Linked DNA regions of Anas platyrhynchos: region 2 is linked to region 1. The links are chromatin contacts, called in public Hi-C maps. All regions are on one chromosome and are shown on one strand. Each heading gives the region's core, a stretch centred on a gene start, on an enhancer-like site or on the middle of the called end of the contact. The rest is flanking DNA. Distances are from core to core; before and after follow the strand shown. Region 1 overlaps RPS6KA3 (ribosomal protein S6 kinase A3). Region 2 overlaps LOC106020281 (a long non-coding RNA gene).

Region 1 (7,728 bases), core at 1,556-4,055:
AGTAATGGCTAGATATTAAAGAGCAATTACAATTCAGATGACAGAATGTTTAGAATGTTTTCATTTAAAGGGTTGAAGACCGTTCACACTCACAGCTGTGGAGTAATGAAATAGGTCCTGCACCTTTAGAAATCTTGTTCAGAAAAATAATCCAATCCTTGCTTTTACTGAATAAAAAGCTGATAATGACTTTGTCATGACATTTTATGATGAAGGTAAAACCCCCTCCACCGAGAGACAGTAACACTGCTTTATTAACTTTTTAATATGTTTATTTTATTGCTAAATTTGATGTACTCACCTGGACAATTGAATGCACTCCAACTGTCTGCATTGATTGGCTTTCATCATCTGATGCAATAGCTACAAAACTAAATCCACGAAAAAGTTGATGTGCATTAGCACTAGGTGGAATACCAGGCGAATCTGAAAAACATGTCATCTACTTACAAGCACAGTTTTTAAAATGAAGAGATTATGTCTATTCTGAAGAGTAAAATACAACCTTATTCTATAAAGCACACAAACTAGAATTTGTAGAAAGTTTTTCTCAGGCCCAAAATACAGGTAAGTACTGAATTGTTTTGCATATGCCATGCATAAACACCACTGATAACTAGCTGCTACAAAGATCATATTATTGTCAGAATATTTTGTAAGTTAAAAACTGCAGAAAATCTGCAGAAAGTGTTTACATATACTAGCGTATGGATGAGCATATTGTTGTTATGTTTATGGAGGAGTAGTAGTACTCAGATTTGGTAACTCCCCATCAACACCTACAAGAACAAGATGCTTTACATAAGTTGAAGAGGAACAATGTTTCTAATTTCTGAACACATGGATTGGTTCTTCTCTTTTTACCTTTTGGAGTTTTAGCTGTAAACTCAGGATCAAAATAAAATGTATCTTCTGGTCTGCCAGTTGCAGGTTTAAAAGGAGGATGAATTTCTCTCCTGTACAATTTCTATGGAGAAAAATAGCCCAGAATGGATTAAAAAGTTGTATGACACCACCAAATACTTTCTAATTAAGAAGCTTATTAATTTTACTTTGAATTAGATACTCACATTCCAATCTATTTTGGAAAAAAATGGATGTCTCTTAATTTCTTCAACTCCATCTGGACCTGCTCCTTTTATAAGGAAGAAGTGATTTTCTTAGTCAAAAAGAATTACTAGCAAAATTATTATTTCTTATTACTACTTCATTAATTTTAGAAACATGAATAGCAAAAACAGTAATATTCTGTGATCATTAGAAGAGCAAACAGTCAAACTATGTTCTTGCTTCAAAGCCTGTTTTAGACGTGAAATTGCAAACTTATTTAGTCAATCTAATGTCATTCATGTTATCAGAATTATGATCCAATTTAAAATATTCTATTAAAAACTTTACCTAATCTGTTTGCTGGGTTTCTTTTGAAGAGCATTCGCAGAAGACTCTGTGCTTCGGGACTCAAAAACTGGGGCATTCCAAGTTTCGCCCTATAAAACAAAAATAATTAATAGCATACAAACATATTAAGGTAAGAATTAACTTTGCACTTCTCCTGCCCTTTGTCATTCAACAAATCCAAATCACAAAAAATAGCATCACTGAGAAATTGCCTTCAGACATCAGAAACAGGGTAAAAGTGCTGTCAGTCATGTAAACCTGTAATTTCATTTTTTTTTTCCATTTTGTGTAGTATAATGTTTTCAGTAATGACTTGGGAACTTACACAGAGGATGTAAAATGTTAAAAAAGAGGTAAAAAAAAAAAAAGTGGTAGAAAATAATAGTTACAGGATAACAGTTTACAAACTCGTATTTTTTGTAATCCATTTTGATTGCAGTTTTAAACAAGTGACATCAAGCAAGCAGATCCATTTGACGGTATGATAAAAACATATCTTAGAAGGTGTAAGAAAAGCACCATGTATGACATATACCAAGAACACCTGGGCAAAACAATGGAAAACTTGAAGATACAAATTGAATAAAGGTAGGACAGATCTTGCAAGATGAGCAGGTAAAAAGAGAAAGATCTTTTTTTTTTTTTTTTTTTTAACCCCCCCCCCCATTCTCCATTTCATTTCAAACACTACTTTGCAGCTTGCCAGGCTTGAATTTCAGATTTTAGGTTTTGTTAGTTGCCATTTCATTTTGAAATCCTCACCCTTCCCCCCCCCCTTCGTTTAATAGCTTCTACAGTAATTTCATTGCTACTAGGGTTTCATTTTTTTTCCCTTATAACCATTTTCTAATGGTCAGGATGGATATAATTCCCTCCTTTCCATCTTTTGTTCAACCTTTAGCTTATACTTGTAACAATCCACAACAAAAGCTTTCTCTGCATTTCAAGCAGACATGCTTTGCCTTGCATTCCAGCCATTTGTAGAAGTCCACCTTTGTCACTTCAGCAACTACATCCTTACTGCCATCAATTCACTCTTCATTGCTTCAAAAAACTAATTTATTATTATTTTTTTAAATTCCCTTCTGCATGAAAGTATTGGGGAAGAAAAAAAACACGTTGCCTTTTTTGGGCGCTTCACTACAGGCAGATCAAGATCACCTGTACAATGGTGGAAGCCAACCAGCATTTCCCTGATTGCCATGCACCTTTAGCAGGGGAATTCTTATTCATGCACTTTATATGCATTTATTTCATTGCACTTAACATCATTCCTACTCACAGCAAAGTAGCTGAGAGCTATACTGTAGGAAGGAAGCAAGGAACACATTGTCTGCAGATGCGTAATGGTATCTATCGTTTGTAGCAAAACAATGTTTCTGAAGGACAGAGAACAGAACTGAATACCACAGAACCCTGCCAGGGTGGGTGGAAATCTTTGCCCTGATATTATAATCCGAAACACCTCCAACAGTTGTGCTGGCCGTTAAGTACTTTGAAAAAAAATCTAAAACCTGGCAAAATATAAACCACAATTAATCTTAGAGAAGTAACTCTATAAACGAAGGTAGAACACAAGGAATTGCTAGATGAATGCTATGTACCCCAATCTATAGCGCAGTGAGTCAGAGGACCTCATGTAAACCAGAGACTAAGACTTATCACATCCTTTCCATCATGAATCACTTTTCACAAAATCCTTTAGTGGCCACTTGACACAGCAGAAAGAAAAAGCAGTCCCCAGGTTCTGAGAGTTCCTAGGTTATAAACTACATGAGTGACAGCATTTTTTTCTGACATTCCTGATGGACAAAGACCAAATTTTATATGAAGGCATACCTTCAGTAAAGGAAACAAGATGCTTAGAAAAGTTAACTTTATTGCTGCCAACTATGCTTCCCCCCCCCACCAAATTGGAGAGTTTCTCAGTTTTAGGAAAAACACACAAAAATAAAAACTTGTCTCAGCAGCATTGTGAGAAATAAAGAGCCCAGGAAAATGCGTTGTAAAAAGAATGCATTTTTTGTGGATTTTCAGGAACACAAGGTAAGAAAAGCAATATATCTTATATGATACACTATGACAATATGAATTCAGATGCACACCTGTCCATTTTCAATGGTTAAGAAAAAAATAAGGAGAAATACAGTATGTTAACTAATATATGGAAAATAATAAGAAAGCATACTGCCATTCACTAATTCTTATGGGGCCGGACAAAAAATGTGAAAATATCAGAAGACTTTAAGAATCCTTTTTTTTTTTTTTCAGCTGTTAATGTTACCAACAGCAAAACAGATTTGTATGTATGTAATAAGCAGAACTGTATGGAACGTTAAAACACGTACAAATTCTTTCTTCATACCACATTTTTTGTGCAGCTCTATGAAACAAGTAACAATTAGAAAGACCAGAAAGTGAGGAAAAAAAGTTGAAAAAAGCATTAGAGATACACGTTCAGATGAAATCTGAAAGTAATTATGAATGTCAATTAACTTGCAAGGAGGATATTCTACATGGCAGCTGAACACAGAAGATTTTTCTAGCAACAGTGGAAAGACTGAGGAATGGAGTGGACTCACATGAACAATAAAGAGAAAGATATGACTTGAGACATGGACAGAAAAAAATGTATGGCTCCTGAAATAAGTGTGAGTGAACAAAAAGATCAGACTAGTTTCTTGGAAACAGGAGGTGGGCAGAACTAGTTTACACTTGCTGTGAATAGATAGAACCTTTTAGTTAAAGACATTCAATAATCACAACATGAAGATTTGAATTGGCATGGTGTTGAAACAGTAGTAGAAATTAGCACCAGTAAATACATTTACAAATGGAAGATGAGAAAGAAAAGAGAGGGCAAAGAAAAACAATGTGCATGCATCTTGAACTTAAAAATCAAGAAAAAGAAATGAATTTGTTTTCTAGCAGTTTTCACTTTGAAATTACTTAGAAAAAATAAGAAAGAATTTCATATTATTTTTTAAAAATAGATTGTTGGTGCAAAAGAAGCAATAGCTTCAATATATAGGTGGATATGTGGACAAAAGATGGGATAAAACAATGAAAAAGGAAACAAACGAGTAGTCTTATGAGCTTCCAGGAGAAAAAAATAAAACAAGAAGCAGTATTAGTAAGAAATGGTTGGACACAGAAGTGAAATTATGGCACGATAAAACAGAATTGTTTGTACAGAGTTAGGTTACAGTCTTGAAAGTGGGACTATTATGTCATAGGTTTAATTAAGGAGAAAAAGAGCAGGCCTTCATCAGCAAAAACAAGAACGTTAACTGCATGAAGGAAAGTAATTTCCACAATAGAGTTAATGCAAAACCTATACTAGAAATAGTCAAGGGGAAAATTGTAGCTTGGGAAAGTCATAGGAAAGTATGTAAGGGAAGATGCACGTTAGCAAATGGGGAAGTTTCAGGGAAGCAAGTTGTTGGCAGCAGTAGTAATATAAAAAAGTATGGTGAGGAGCTGGTAAGAAAGAAGGATTAAAAGAGAAAGTACTTTCTCAAAAAAACTAAAATGAAACAAGGAAAAAAATGTACAGGGTATCAAAAAGGATAAGAAGGTTAAAGTATTATGGAAATAAGATGGGGAAGATAATATGGTTGGAGAAGTTGTTATTACAGATTAAAGAACTGCTATGAAATTCTTTGTACCTGGTATGGGGGAGGAATAGAAAGGCAAATTAGATAGGCGGCAAAGGAAATTAATAGGGAGTGAGGATTTACCAGTACCTTTGGAAATGAGGGAAGAGTAGAAATTAGATATTGCAGCCCGGAGGGCATCCCTGTAGAATACCTGATGAGATATATAAATAAGAGTGTACTCACTTGAGAATCATAGTCATGGTTTCTTTTCTGTCTTTCCCTTGGAAAGGTAGAGTACCAGTGAGCATTTCAAACTGTATAGAGTAAAACTTTCATCAATTACATTACCTGGACAAAATCTAATTTTTGACAAAACTACTTAGCATCTTAACCTTCCAAAATTCATGCATGTTAACAATCAAGTCTGTGCAAAACAACTTCTCATTGTACAGCTTAAATTACTATGAACATTGAGCAGCCTCTGCCATTTTAACGCTGCAAAATATTTTCCTATATTAATACCTTGCTTCACATGCTTTCATCTAAACAATTTAGACTACAATCTGTGCATCATTTCTGCCTAAAAAGTCCATTCTTAGAAGACTTGAGCTATACAACTATATTTTAGATTTCAAGAGGGCTGGGGGAGGGAAAGAGGTTCCCCTTTCAAAAGTTAGTGATAATTTCTCCTCATGCAGAGATATTAAAAAAGGTCAATGTGTTTAAAATTGGCATGTACATAGCCTTTGTTGGAAAAGGGAAAAAGGTTAGTCGATTGACAAAGACATGCATGATGAAAAGCGGTTACTGTATGCATACAGTGGAAATAGAGTCTGAAGGAACATATAAGCTACACAGTACATTCATGCACATTCTGCAGTGCCTGGCAGAAGGCACTAGACACTGTTAAAATACTGATCTGTTCTGAAAGTGACTGAGTAAAAATAGTAAATATAAAGGAACTTCTGTTGGGCTGCAGTATTCTGCAGGGATTTCACATCTGAGGTACTGAAAGCCATCTGATAGCAGTCATGGCAGCTAACACTGCGGCAAGAATTCTGATTTTTTGGTATAAGAGTTGCAAAACAGTTTAGTTTGATGAAATTTTATGACATACACTTAAAGCTATCACAATTGAAGTAATTATAAAGGAATTCTCTGGACAGCTTATGCAAGGTTAAGTCATCTTGAACGGGAGGTATCCTCTATTCATTATTTTTCTGTTATGATCCAAACGTTCAGTCTTAACAAAATGTAGGTTGACATGACTGTAGTATTATAAACCTAAGAGTGTGAAGTTGAAATAGAAGCATTCTTTAAAAATCCTTTTTAATTAAATACATTTTTAAATTTCTTATTACTTTATAAAGTAATCAGAAGAAAAAGGGCTGCCAACTCTGCACTACTGCTAGACACTTTGTATTGCAATTATTCTTTTCACTCATATACTTGTATTTTATATTTTAAATTTAATATAAAGCCAACATAAAAAAGCATTACTTGAACAGTTCTTACCACAATTGTCAGGAATAGGTACAAGGCTTTAACCAACACTACCAAAAATAATTCACTTTTTGGTTGTATATACTTTAGATTGATCTGCTTCATAAACTATGCTTGCAGATTTTTATTTTTTAAAAGCAGATTTGTTGTGTTACATGTTTTACTTATTTGAAGTGCTCTAGATTAATAACAAAAAGTTTCTTTAGCATGATCCTGTTTGTCCCAAGCATACCTTTGCAGAAACAACTCAGCATGTGTGTTCTTTGTCCCACTCTCACTCCCCCTCAAAAAAAAACAACACTGTAGTCCAAGACCAACAGATCTATAGTACTTTAAGTCAACATTGGCCTTCCCTAGTCACCATCGTTTACTTATTTCAGCAGGACAGTAAGTACCTCAACAAATGCATAATGCTTCCAAAAACTTAAAATGAATGTTTTTAGATGTCTTGCACTCATGAAAGCACTCGGTGTTTTAAAGGGCAAATTTGAAGTTTCAGCTCAAGGATGGCTTTACAAAGCCTTAGAACAAAAGAGAGGCCAAACAATTTATTATCTTCCTGATCTCAATTTCTATGCTATAACTTTTGTTCATCTAGATCCTGTGTACAGATACCACAGAAACAATGACTTGAATTCTTCTCAATCAATGCAGATTTGTATTAAGAATGATTTAAGAGTGGATACACACAGATTGCCTATGAAAATTTGCATGTGAACTAGAGATGCAGGCACAAAAAATATGTCTTAGAGAAAATTGCACTATATTCCATGTACTAATTTAGAGAATGTGCTTTCTAAGGTCATATTTTCATATTCAAAACAGAAGCCGAAGTGTTTAAAATGCAGTGCATTTAGACTACACCAGTCATGTCTAGCATCTTTCAGCAATTTTCAATATTAACATGTGCTTCATAAGCACAAAGCTATTGTTTTCAGCTCTGTAAAGTACAGCTGAAGTTTAACTATGTTTGCATTATCAACAACAAATACTCTGCCACTAGTTTGCAGTTATCTTTTAATTTACTTACTGGATGCTCAAAGCTTACAGTAATGATAAAATGTGTTCTTACTAATAAAATGAGTGGTTTTGAGGGTGTTTGTGCTTTTCTGTCTGGAGAGAGTTTAGTCACGAGGTGCTACTTTTACATAGTCATTTTTCAGATCACAACAGCATTCTAGATGATTAAAAGGTGGTATGATGACTTATTTTCAGACAAAAAAGTCCT
Region 2 (7,728 bases), core at 2,737-5,236, 57 kb after region 1:
CGTTCCTGCTGGGTAGCATTTTTTTCATCCCACTTTATATTCATGTGAGCGTAAATATCTGCCTACAAAGAGGTACGAAGGAGTAGTTGGGGAGTTGCTCATGGTGAATCAGGCTTCAGCTGAGAGGCTTTCATGTCTGGAGTAAAAGGTCAGAGTTGAACGATCCCTTTAAGCCTTCGCTACTGCCAGGAGAAGCAGCTGTGCCCTCCCCTTGCTCACTGCCTGTTCACTTGCATCACCCTCCCCTTTGAAGTGGTGCAATTACTTGTGCTGCCACGTGGTGAGTTAGACCGGGGAGTAGATCTAGGTAAAATCTAATTCTACCGTTTTTGTCTTCTCTGCTGTCCTCAAGCAACAAAACAAACACGCAAAACAAACAAAACCACCACCACAGCAAAGCAACAACAAAACAACTAAAATCAACCCCAAAACAAATAAAACCAAAACAAACAAACAAAAAACTTACAACACAACCCTATTGAAATTTGAGTTAAAGGTTGAAGAGAATTCAGGATGGCTTCCTTCAAAAACACGGGCAATTTGTAAAACGCTGGCCAGTTGTTTGTTTGAAATTTAGAGCGAGGTAACAAAAAAATGGACAATTAAGTCGTGCTTGGCAGCCTTCAAGCTTAGCCTAACAGCAAGGACTGACTTTTTTTTTTTTTTGGTAGTTTCATTAGCACCAGGTCACTTTAGTCTCAAGGTGGCTTCTGGAACTCTGAATAGAAAGCTCATATTCACAGCAGCCATACAGCATTTGACACACAAATAAGGAAATACGGATTTTTGAATTCATGTAAAAGTCCATGAAGAAAAAAAAATTCCCTACATCCTTCTGGAAACACAATTTCTGTTCCTTCAGAGGCATAACTCACTTTACTCTCATTGTTTCGTACCTGCATCAACTACACAGTCAGGTACATACATCTGAGGCTTGCTGTTAAAGAATCTGGTCACCTGGAAGGTGGCAACCAAAACAGAAAAAGATATTAACAAAGCTTTTGTTTAACATAATTCAAGCAATCCCTCTTTATGTGGAGATTTTTTTTCCTCTAAATTAAAGTTTCCATGATCTCCTCTTTTCCTTTCATATTTGTCTATTCCTTTCCTGCCATAGGTACCTGTTCTGAATTACTTATTTGAATTTGAAACTCTTTTTAGAAGGAGATTAGGTGTTACATTTCAGGTGTTACTCTAAATTTTGTATGTTGGTCATTTTCTGTCTTTCCATGTATGCAGTCATCAAACCCAGAAAAAACAAGGGCAAAGATCTTATGTGGTAGCATATAAGAGGACTGCAAACAGTAGAAATCTGACCTTTTCTCAGGCACAGAAGTGCAGAGGGTAGGCAGAATTATGCCCTTTCATTGTTTGGGGGGTTGAGTATTATCACACCACACATCTAAATTTTATAAGGGAAGAAGTTGCATTTGGATTTTTATACGGGCTGCCTTGCAAGAACAGACTTCAGGGCAAAAAAACTATCTTGAAATTTTCTCCACGGGAAGAGAAACATACCAGTTAATCTCTGGGAGATGTAGGGCATTCCGTCTTTCAGATCCTGCTAGACTCAGAGTTGGATTGTCCTCACAGTGAGAAGTAAGATACTGAAGGTATTTTGCCTCGAGACAGCAGCTCCTATGTTTCATTCCTTTTGTCTCAGGCCAAAGCAAGATCTTTGTTTCACCCATGGCAGCAGACCTTTCCTTTTAACTTCATTTCCTTTAAGCACAGCTATCACCACTTGAATGTAGTCACTGCTATTAACTCTGTCACCAGACTCAGCAAGGGTTGGTTTCACCTTTGCATAAGTGGTTGCAATAATTTTGCATCCACACAGATGTTATACATGCATTGCACCCGAAAAAGTGATCACATTCATTAGGAAGAAGTAGCATATGGCACTGAAATTACAGTACTGTATAAAATCTTGTTAACCTGTCAACATATGAATTAAGTGAGCTTCACAAGCTGCACTTTTTTTTTTTTTTAATATTCTAGCAAATCTAAAATCAAACCATATTGAAAGGGGAGATATTACTTGTGAGTCGTAGAAATTGGGGAACTTTGCTTATTTGCAGTGGCATCTAATGCATCTACTTCCTCTTTGTATTTAAGGCAAAATTCATGGCAAAGTTAGTAAATCACCATAGTCATACCACCAGAAGAACAATTAGTAAGTATAAAAAAGGTTTAGTTTGCTAGTATTGCTATAAGAGTAGTAATTGGAAGCTAGAACTTCCATTTTTAAAATACGAAGAAAAGGGAGGGAATTGCATAGCAAACTGAAATTATGGCAACAAAAACCACAAATTCCACACTCATATAGGTGTAGTGTATTAGGTGTGAATTATTGTGCAGTATGTTCTGATTACAGCGAATAGAATATGAAAGGGTAAATGCGTTCTGAAAGTGCAAATTGAAATTCAGTTGTAGGTATTATGATCATAGTACTGAGGCATATAATTTGAATTTAATGCACAAAAATACACAGAAGTTACTGTTCAAATTTACATGTAAAAAACATCAGAGGAGTTAAAGAGAAAATCAGTACAATTTGTTTGTTTAGCTAGCAGAGGCAGAGTCTCTTGCTCTCGGGACACCTGAATTCAGTTCCTAGCAGATCACAAAGGACAATTGTGTAATTTGGTAAGTCACTTAATATAGATGAGATTCATCTAAGGACGCTTAATCTTTCTTAATGATGTTTTCAAAAGAGTGAAGAGGCCTTGATTGGGGAAGAGTAAATACATCCTGCCAGAATAGAATAAGGAAGCCTTAGTGGTAATTAGAACTGGTTGCTCTGTGCTTTGGATGCAAATAGAAGGAACGTCTCCTTAACCTCATTGGGATATTGAAAGCATGGTTTCATTGATGTTTGGAGAGCTGATGAAGACCAGGGAGAGAAACAAAGTGCTGAAAGAAGTTCCCAGCTGGTGTGAGTTGCTGTAGCAGAGGCACCAGAAGTCATGTAGTCTGCCCCCATATGTATAGAATCATCTATGTAAACCAGGGTTACGGAGAGTTATAACAGAATTAAAAAGGAAAAAACTGAAGTGAACAACTGTTGTGGATAAAGACCTGACCTGGCCTTTCAAAAAAAAAAAAAAAAAATAATCTGCTGAAGGGTGCTTTTGCTGTTACAGACCCCTGGATGATGGAATCGTACTGGAATGCAAACATTTCCTACAATTTCCTCTGGCAGGCTTTTCTTTGAAGTTCTGATCCTGCAAATGTAGTAGAAGATACAATAATGCCAATAAGAATACTTCTAAATCCTACCTATATTAGGGATGTGGTATCTGACTCACCACTTAAAACTCTAGCTTGTCTGTGTATGCATATGTATGTTTGTTTATATCACAGTACACTGGTATCACAAGAGTAAAGCATAATGGATCAGACTTCATGGTATTGCTGATCTGAGTTTTATCTGTGGTTACAGTACTAGCAGGAAATATTGTGCCTGTGGTTTCTATATCCTGAGTGGAAATGTGGAATTCAATAAAATACGGTCTCATTACCTGTCTCCAACATATGTTCTCATTTTAGCATTTCTGTACATATGGATAGCTCAGATTTATCTTCCGAGTGACAATGCTTATCCTGTTCACCGCAGAATATGAGAAAGCTTTTGCTGAGCTTCAAAGTCTTGCATGGGAACCTGTTATCAAATACTGAGTTCAAGTTACCACCCTGTTATGGTGGGACGTCGAGAAGAATACCCAAATTCCAGATTCTGTATTTTGACACAAAAAGGAAATGGTACGGTATAAACAAGGATCAGTCTCTGTGGGTCAGGGTTCTGCTGGGTTACATATTACATAGGGTAGCTGTTCACAAGGAAAAAGATACAAAGTTGATGGAAGTAGAATATGAGACTCTATTGTGTTTATACAAGGCTAGTATAACAGTAACAAACTTGTCAGCCTCACAAGTCACTGCTATAAAACACACAAGGCCCAGGGAGGCCACAGTGCTGTACATACACTGCCCGTCTCCTCCCTCCTCCCCCAGACCTAGGAGTTTAAGGATCACATATCCTTCTGTTATTGTTATCAAATTAGGTCTGATTTAAAGAGGCTACTGACAAGAAAAGCACAATTTATCCAGCTCTTCTGTGTTGTAACATTGCTACCTCCATTTCCTGATTTTGTGCTATAGCCCGCTCCCAGTTAAATTGTGTTAATATCCTCCCCCGTTACTGGCTCTCTTCGAAAGCTACCCACCAAATCATCTGCTCTAACGATCTAACTCTTTGCTTCCTTTTATAGATTATCCAGTGTCTCTTAGCCAAGAATCCCTCTTAGATCCAGAAAGCTTTATTTTCTCTTTCCTGCCCCTTAATTATACACAAAAGGATTCTCCTGACTGAGCTAACATCTATCCTTTATCATGTTGAACAACACCTGATCCTCATTCCCAGCAGTCTGCTAATCTCTTCTGGAATACCTCCTGTTAAAGTGATCAGATATACACATACAGTTTTCTACCCCTGTTTCTTTGCAACAGTAAAAGGTCTGCGTGCTTCCTCTGGATGGTTCACTCACTCTTTCACCAGCATCTCACAGTTGTGCCTCGTCTTTTTCCCTGTAGAAAACCAAGCAGTGCCTTTCTGAGGGGGGCCCAGGTCTGTAGCCAGACATCTTGTCCATAAATCCTCTCCAGTACAAAAATAAGACCTGCAACATCATCAAATGTAAATCACCAGGGGTTGTCATGGTACCTGGTGTACAGTACGTAGTATTTTTCCCACCTGCTTCTATGGTGTCTCCCGTTCTCTTGCACCTGGGAGCTCCTGCTGTGAGCCCCAGCCTCGCTGTAATTCAGAAATGTGACTGATTCACTCCCATACCTAGTTGATGTGTCTTCTGTGAATAAGAAATGTCACTGATGACTGACTTACCCCGAAGTGTTTTTTCACTACTCACAACCCAACTAGGGGCTGGCAAACTCCAAACAGTGCAGGCACTTCTCCTTCCAGCAGGATTATGGGCCCCTTGGGTGATTTACTGATGTAAAGGGCAGATGCCTACTCTGAATATGGACATTTTAGACCTCCAGCAGTAGCTTCAGGACCTCGTGATGAGGCAGTCCCACAGTGAGTACTCATTTCCATCACCCAAAACCAGAGTTTACTGAAAGAGAGGAATGAATGTGACGGAAATCATCTCGATTTCTGGAAGGACTGAAGAGAAGCATATTGTCTGAAACATCCTTGTCCCCCTCATGGGTTACACACTTTGTCCCTGCTGTGTTGACCCACTTTGCCCTTTCTGATGGAGCAAAGACTTGCTCCAGAATCACTGCCTTGCCAAAAGGAGTAGCAAGATGAGGAGACATCAACATTTATGCAGTGTTGCAAAGCAGCTGATTGCTGCGTTTTTTGATGTGGTCCCTTATTTGGAGCTGCGGTGTTGCAAAAATGTATGCATGCAACAGATGAGTCAGAAACTATAAAGTCTGTGCTGTTTGAGCTGTAAAAGGTTCTGAGTTACGGTGTGCTTAAGCTAATAAGTGGTATGGACTTGACCTACTCCTAGATCACACAAGATATTTCAGGTGGAGGAGGGGAGGCTGTGGAAGTTTTTTGACTTGTTGGTCATTCCAGTAAGTGAAAACGAAGGTAGAGCAGTATGTAGGAGGAAACAGAAAAGGGATGCTGAGAATAGGTGAGGGCTGTTTAAACAGGGAAGAGGAGAAATCCAAAACAATTCTAGAGATCATGTAAGGATCATTCGTGCCTTGAAAATTAATAGCCAGGTAATTCTATATACGAATTTTTGTGTCAGTATTTAGTGAATCACAGGAAATTGGAAATGCTGATGTGTTAACAGTGATAAACCATAGAGAAGCTCTGAGCAGTTGTAGAGATATGCCAATGTTTTCTTTTTTAGAGCCACTTGATACAAGATTAATGAAGCAAACATCCATTCAGTGTCTCATTAAATCAATTACACCCAGATAAAATGTCCAGTGGCTTCAGCTAAATGTTTGCAGTAAGAAGCAAATTTTCAGCCATCAGTGGGCCTACAAGTTAATAGAGTCTTTGGTATTAAATCACCACAGACAGTAGAAGGGATTAAGCAGGTTGTCAGGATCATATTCCTCCCCTACCGATTCACTTGTAGCAAAAATGAAACTTTGTCTGGCTTCAAAGAAGCTATTTAAAAAAAAAAAAAAATCACAATTTTCAGGAAGGAATGACGTTATTTTGCCTGCTTTAGCCGAATGAATGCCTCTGTGCTGTGCACAAATGAGCTGCTTGCCCTAGTTGAATAAAAACTACGACAAGGGCTTTGATCAGTGTTGACAGTGTTCCTGCAGTATTTCAGTGTCTCATTCCTTTGTGCTTTCTAGAACCACTACTAATGACGTTGGTTAAGAGAGACTGCAAATTGCAATAAGATGGCCATCTCCAGAGAGCGCTGAATTAGTCTGTTGCAAGGATTCTTTAATTATTAATGTCATTGCTACAGATTTTTTTTTTTTGTTTTAATAGTTTCTAAAGACAAAGAGATCCTTTATGAGCTCCTTAAAAGAACCACTTGTCTATATTACAAAATTTGTCCACTTTAGTCCACAAAAACTCCTTTTACATTAGTGACACACCAATGCTCTTGTTTAAAGGGTTACATTCCACACTGAGTTTATTTTTCCTTGGAGACAAGCAGGAAATCTGTCACTAATTTCCTTCCAGCCAGCTCTGACTGCCTTTTCTCAGTCCTCTTAATCCTCTGCAAATTTCTCCCATTTTATCTTCTGAGTACAGTCCTGGTTCTCTTAACTTCACTCTTGCGTTCCTCTTGAGGTATTCTTCATCCCTCATAGGCAGCCCCAAGTTGGCACTTGGCAGAAGAAGCAGATCACCTGCTCTCCCTGTTCACCCACCCACCTTGTGCACATCTATTTCCTCACATAGCACATTACTCTTTCCTTGTCCAGTCATCCTTATTCTCGCCTCATTGCATGCAGTGTCCAAAACTTTGTTTCCCCTTTTCCCACCCAAACACTTTCTTTTAATAACTTCCCACCTGCCGTACAAGAAACCTCTCTAATCCTCATTGTCAAGTCATCAGCTTCTCATTAAGTCGTGTGCCTTCATGAGCTGTGTATTTGCAATTCAGCATTTCCTGCCTATTGCTGCTGCCAGAAATTGCAGTCCTGTTGTTGCAAGGCTCTCCTCATCTCTCATCACTCACCAACAAAGCCAGGCTCCTCTGATCTCTCTTGTCATTTTCTTGCCCCTTCACTTCTTTCTGCTCTTTATCCAGGTTCAGCTCTGTGGCCCAGCAGAATTCTGTCCCTGGCTTACTGCAGTTATTTTATCCTTTACCTTTTTCACGGTTTCATATCCTTCTTTCCTGCTTTGTCTCTTGTGTTTCTCAGCCTCATGCATTTTTTATGTCACTCTGTGCTTCAGGCCTCTCACGTAAAAAGCCCTGCTTTTCCCCAAATTCCCTCAAGTTTTCTTGTATCCAGCTCAACAGTGTCTTTCAGCTGCTGTCCCAGAAACTGTATTTTTCCAAAGTGAGACAGTAAACTCTTCAAAGCATGGCTTTAGTACTGTCAAAAAGCAGAAGCCTTTCCACCTCCACTTTAAAAGCAGTGAGTGCATTTTGGAGAGATTTTGGCAGATGTAGAACCACGTTCTGTGTTGTCCTTCAGGGCTGACACAGTGGGTATCTAAAGACTAAGAGACCCTAAATAAGGTCAGTTTTGTACATT

Evidence for each region. Hi-C and Micro-C count contacts between places; a contact is called where the count stands out from the background.
Region 2: a contact with region 1 is called in a Hi-C map of liver, with 1.7 times the contacts expected there. The contact joins two enhancer-like sites. A contact is called at or near these places in 2 of 8 Hi-C or Micro-C datasets (liver and subcutaneous adipose tissue).

Annotation. Positions count from the first base shown.
Region 1 is chr1:114,908,361-114,916,088 of IASCAAS_PekinDuck_T2T, forward strand. RPS6KA3 (ribosomal protein S6 kinase A3) reads right to left here. Exons shown (of 22, transcript XM_038167731.2): 10 at 5,241-5,311; 11 at 1,399-1,487; 12 at 1,071-1,135; 13 at 865-967; 14 at 302-426. Among named protein-coding and RNA genes, the nearest start is that of RPS6KA3, 51 kb to the right of the region's middle. Within about 2 kb of position 2,806, at least 2 of the 8 cell types and tissues checked have an H3K27ac peak or open chromatin away from gene starts, as enhancers often do.
Region 2 is chr1:114,964,660-114,972,387 of IASCAAS_PekinDuck_T2T, forward strand. All of the region lies in intron 1 of LOC106020281 (a long non-coding RNA gene), which reads left to right. Among named protein-coding and RNA genes, the nearest start is that of RPS6KA3, 4.9 kb to the left of the region's middle. Within about 2 kb of position 3,987, at least 1 of the 8 cell types and tissues checked has an H3K27ac peak or open chromatin away from gene starts, as enhancers often do.